Linked DNA regions of Mus musculus: region 1 is linked to region 2. Evidence: chromatin contacts called from public promoter capture Hi-C data. All regions are on one chromosome and are shown on one strand. Each heading gives the region's core, a stretch centred on a gene start, on an enhancer-like site or on the middle of the called end of the contact. The rest is flanking DNA. Distances are from core to core; before and after follow the strand shown.

Evidence for each region. Promoter capture Hi-C pulls out the DNA fragments that hold promoters and counts their contacts.
Region 1: a contact with region 2 is called in a promoter capture Hi-C map of hippocampal neurons, with 2.6 times the contacts expected there. The contact joins the promoter of Flad1 here to the promoter of Rit1 in region 2. A contact is called at or near these places in 2 of 39 promoter capture datasets (hippocampal neurons and liver).

Annotation. Positions count from the first base shown.
Region 1 is chr3:89,410,613-89,413,344 of GRCm38.p6, forward strand. Flad1 (flavin adenine dinucleotide synthetase 1) reads right to left here and starts at 1,269. Exons shown (of 8, transcript NM_177041.4): 1 at 1,172-1,269; 2 at 546-768. The coding sequence starts at 632.
Region 2 is chr3:88,715,602-88,718,301 of GRCm38.p6, forward strand. Rit1 (Ras-like without CAAX 1) reads left to right here and starts at 1,253. Exons shown (of 6, transcript NM_009069.4): 1 at 1,253-1,356; 2 at 1,725-1,869; 3 at 2,001-2,057. The coding sequence starts at 1,764.

The DNA.
Region 1 (2,732 bases), core at 19-2,518, 700 kb after region 2:
TGATCTGGGGTAAGTTTCCTAACCTCCTTGAGGCTGTTTCATAATTTATAGAGATCTGTAATAAAAACCCCAATTTCATGGAATTTTTGAAGTTTGTAAGGCCACATGTGATATAGTTAAGTGCAGACCAGCCTCTGGTAGACACTAAAAAAGATCAGGGTAACTATTACTGTTGCCAACCCATGCTTGCCACATCCTCTAACAGCACCCTGGCCGTCCAGAATAGAGTCCTTTCTTCTCTTACCTTCCTTCTAGCTCGCCTATCCAGCCTGCTGAGCTTCCTCTACTTGCTGTGCCACCTGTCACTTGTTATGTGGCTACTCTGCCCCCAGTCATACTTCGTAGCAAGTTGTAGGAAAGTTACTACCCATCTTTCAACAGAAACACTCAACCGAAGGGTCACTTTTCCTCCAATGTGTTAGGACTCACTCCAGGGCCGGACTTTGGCAAGAAAGGGGATTCCTACTCCGGTTTCCCTCCTTTCACCGTAAAGAGTCCACGACAATAGAATGCCACACTCTTCCCCTCTTCCGTTCCAGACACACCTTAAGGATCTCATCTCCAACAATGATGATGCCTGCTGTCACGCTGCGCCCTGATCCTGGGGGCAGTTCAGAGGCCCTAGATGCCATGGTCCTGCCCTCTGTGCTCTTTTGCAAGGCTTTCCAGTAGCCACTCAGAACCCCAAATTGGGGCCGTATGTACTGAGAGGCCGCCAGGTCTACAGGATGCAGGAGGCCATACCCTGAGTTCCGGGGTTGAGGGAACCTGGAAGAGCCAGAAAGGACAATGAAGACGTCAGGAGTGTACCTTCTTCCTAGAGGAAGGAAGGCTCAATCTTCTTTAGTCACCCTTACTCCGGCCTCTTTAACATACTCTTAAGCCCCAGGTTCCTAAAAACGTCTCGATTCCTATTCCTTTAAAGTGCCATGTTTTCCCAAGACCTACCACTTTAGATATCTCCGTCTGCCGAGCAGGTTTAAAATTTGCCCTATCTTGGGTATATCTGCACCTTTAAATGTCTCTTCTCTTCGGATCACCTGTCCCTTTAAATGTCTACCTTATTCTGGGCCTTAGGGTCCCTTTAAATGCATTTCTTTCCTCCCTCCGCCAATGACCAGGGCTCAACCTACTTCTGCACCCTTTCTATCCCGAGATCTCTTTTTCTCACCAGGCTTCAGATCACTGATCTCGTATCATCCCACCTCTATTTTGCCCCCTGCACAGGGTCATTCGCTCTTTCCTTTCCGCATGTCCTAGGACAGCTTCCGTACTCAAAGTCCCGCCTTACAATGCTTCATGTTGATTGGTTATTTTGGCTGTCGCTCACTCCTACCAGTGGTTCTATTGGTCTAACCGGCAATCGCTCACGCGCCTCATCGCGGAGCTAGAGGAAATGCTAAGTTGTTATTGGCAACACCATGTAGTCATCACTGTCCGGAAGTAAAAATAGGGGCCTGGCCTTAGCCCATGGAGGGCGGGACTTAAAGTGTTCTGGTACTCGAAGGGAAAATATTGGGAGGTGTTTTAAGGACTGTCGGGTGGGACTGTCGGGTGCTGCTTTGTAGTACTAGAAGAAAATGAAGGTCTGATTCTGTTTCATTCAAATATTAAAAAACAGTTCAGACAGAGCCCCAGTATATAGCCCGGGAAGTAACTTGTTTAAACCGATCAGCCTGGTCTCGAACTGCCTGGGGAGTGGTGGGATTCAAATCATGTGTTACTACACTTCATTGCATCACATTTCTCTTTCTGTCTCTACCCCTCTCTCCTCTTTCGAGATAGGGTTTCTCTGTGTAGCTGGAATTCGCTCTGTAGACCAGGTTTATTAACTCCTCCTGCTTCTGCCTCCCAGGTTCTGGGATTAAAGGCGTGGGCCACCACCGCTTGGCTTTGCCTCTTAAATTTGAGAAGGTGAAGATGGTTTTTCTTTTTTTTTTTTTTTTTCTGAGACAGGGTTTCTCTGTATAGCCCTGGCTGTCCTGGTACTCACTCTGTAGACCAGGCTGGCCTCGAACTCAGAAATCCGCCTGCCTCTGCCTCCCAAATGCTGGGATTAAAGGCGTGGGGAAGGTGAAGATGTTATTAGCATTAACAATGAGGTGTGAGCTGCAGGGTGTGGAACCTTCGTTTGTTTCTAATATAAAGGGAAAAACTACTTAAGCTTCTCTGACTTTAAAATGTAAAAACCCTTTCCTGCCCCACCTGCCTCCAGAACATCACTTCCCAATGATGGGTCCCTGGAGAGAGGGGTACGCAGGAGTACCTTGGACTCACTTTGGGTACTCACAACATTTCATTCCTACTTCAGTGCCCCTCCACCCTTTGCTTTGCTGGGGAAAAATAGCTTAATCATCTGGGTTTTTTTTTTCTTTTTTTTAAAAAAGCTTTTACTATTATTGTATGACTAGGAAGGACAGCAGTGTCCCAGCATGCAAATGGAAGCCAGAGGACAACTTTCTGGAGTCCCTTTTCTTTCACCTTTATGTGGGGCCTAGGATCTATCCCAATTTGGGTGGCGGAGTCTTACTCTTACCTGCTGAACCATCTCGCTATCCCTAGATATTACGATATGTAAATTGTGACCCAGTAGGTTTGGACGGGGTCTGACATCTACATTTCTCCTGGGATTTTCTGTTGTGACTTGGAGGCATGCTAAAACCACAATATCTTTTCAAATAAATATGCTCTCATGACATGTGGCAAACGTGTTGGGAATATGGCTTTGTGTT
Region 2 (2,700 bases), core at 3-2,502:
GTCAGAAGAGGGTTGTGGATCCCCTGAAACTGGATGGTTGTGGGCCACTGTGTGGGTGCTAGCGACTGAATCCAGAAGCAAGAAGTGTTTTTTGTTTTTTTTTAAAGATTTATTTTGTTAATATATGTAAGTACACTGTAGCTGTCCTCAGACACTCCAGAAGAGGGAATCAGATCCTGTTGCGGATGGTTGTGAGCCACCATGTGGTTGCTGGGATTTGAACTCTGGACCTTCGGAAGAGCAGTCGGGTGCTCTTACCCACTGAGCCATCTCACCAGCCCCCGCAAGGAGTGTTTTTAACTACTGATAATCTCTCCTGAGCTCTGCTTTTAAGACAGGGTTTCATGTAACCCAATGTCGAATTTAGCTGGTATCCAAGGTGGCCCTTGTACTGCTTGGCACAGACACCTTCCAAATGCTTGGTTTATATGGATGTGCTTGCATCCTATCTGACTTGTATTTGTCTTAATAATTTTAAAATTTAAAATTCTAACTAGAGGGCTGGTGAGATGGCTCAGTGGTTAAGAGCGCCACCTGCTCTTCCGAAGGTCCCGAGTTCAAATCCCAGCAACCACATGGTGGCTCACAACCATCCGTAACGAAATCTGATGCCCTCTTCTGGAGTATCTGAGGACAGCTACAGTGTACTTATATATAATAAATAAATAAATCTTTAAAAAAAAAATTCTAACTAGAATAACTGGATACCGCGATCATCTGGTTTTGGTTTCAAGAGCTTTTGATGTAACAGCGTTTTTGGAAAATGAAGCGCTGCTTTGTAGCAAGTACCATACCTACCCTAATGTAATTCTGTATTTTGGAAAGATTGAGGGGGTGTGGGTTTGTTGTGCTGTACATCTGGTGACAGATATTTTCCCTCTACCAGCAGCAAATAGCCCTAAGTTAATCACTTTAAAAGTATCTGTTCGTGGCTGGAGAGATGGCTTAGGTGTTAAGAGCACTGCTCTTCCAAAGGTCCTGAGTTCAAATTCCAGCAACCACATGGTAGCTCACAACCATCTTAACAAGATCTGACATCCACTTCTGGAGTGTCTGAAGACAGCTACAGTGTACTTACATATAATAAATTAATAAATCTTTAAAAGTATCTGTTCGATTAATATAACATCCATTTTTGTAAGTGCAAGCCTTGAGATTCGTATGTGACCAGAGGGCTTAGCGAGTTAGAGTTAGGCGCGGGGCGGAGCAGAGTATCTGTCAGCTGTGGGGGCGGGGCTCAGGGTCATGCCCCGCCCACCGGCGCCATCTTCCAGGACCCGGGCGGGGCCCTGGGCTGTGGGGCGCAGCTGGGAAAGGAACGCGGGTTACCACCCGGCCTCAAAGCTGGTTTCAGAGGTACAGGCTCAGGTGAACAGGGCGGGGGGGTGACGGTGGCGGGAAAGGTGGTGAAGTGGGGGAGCCACGGCCACCGTGAAAGAACGTGACAGTGTCAGGCAGCGCTCTGCACTCATCCGGCTCCTTCCTACTGGCACGCTGCCTCAATCTGAAGTTTTAAGTTCTTTTTAGTTTTCTGGAAAAAGTAAGTTTGGACATCTATGATCTGTTTTAGGACTGAGACTGATTGTGAAGGGCGAGGATGTAGGGCTTCTTAGCGTTCTGCAATGAGCAGAGTAGGCCATGGTGTTTGGGGACGGAAGAAGGAGGCTCTCACTGTGGCCCACTGTTTCCATCCTGGATTGAATGTTCTGTGCCTTCTCCTCTAGGAGGCCTTTCCCAGGGGCCCAGGACTGCCCCGGAGGACAATGGAGTCCGGAGCTCGCCCCATTGGTAGCAGCTGTAGCAGCCCTGCAGCACTCTCCCGGGAATACAAACTAGTGATGCTGGGTGCCGGTGGAGTTGGGAAGAGTGGTAGGTAACCATTTCTGTTTGCCACACAACGTTTGAAAAGCAACCCAGATGGGTTACTGGCTCTTGTGCAAAATTGATAGCTAAAATACTTCCTGGTCACAGTGTCCTGAGTTGCATCTCTTGTTTTGAAGCCATGACAATGCAGTTCATCAGCCACCGATTCCCAGAAGACCATGACCCCACCATTGGTAAGTCAGCTCCTTGTTTATATTTCCAGATACAGCCTGGGAAAGTATCTCAATAGAGTTAGAGCTTAAAAAGTAATATTTATATCCTAAGCTTGTTTGTGTATGTAATTCATACTTACTTAGAGACCAGAATAAACATTTGAGTATTTATTTTAGACTTCATATGCACATTTATGCTATCTTTAGTCTTCAGATTACATTGGTAGACAAACTGTCTTTTTTATTTAAGGACATATAATGTATTGTTAGATTAAAGGAAAAGTTTAACGACCACTCAATGAAACCTTTTCTTGCTGTCACTGTTCAGGGTCTGACATGAGACTAACCCTGAAGGATGAGTCAGCTGGTTTGAACTTCCACAAAAGGAAGCAGAAAAACAAGTAGAGCCAGCCTGCTGAACTCTTAGAACCAATCTTCCACTTAGAGCTCTTCCTTTATTTCCTTATCCTTGCAGCTCATTATATAGTACTGTCTTCTCCTGTGTCTTTGTCATCTTTGGCTGTCATAGGTTGGTGGAATGCTAGTGGGGTAAATCTGTCTCCCTGACACCCCCACCTGGGGATGGAACCTGAGACTCTAGCCGAGCATACCATGCAAGGGCTCTGCCACATCCCCAGCCTTGTTTTCTCTTGTTTTAAGTTGT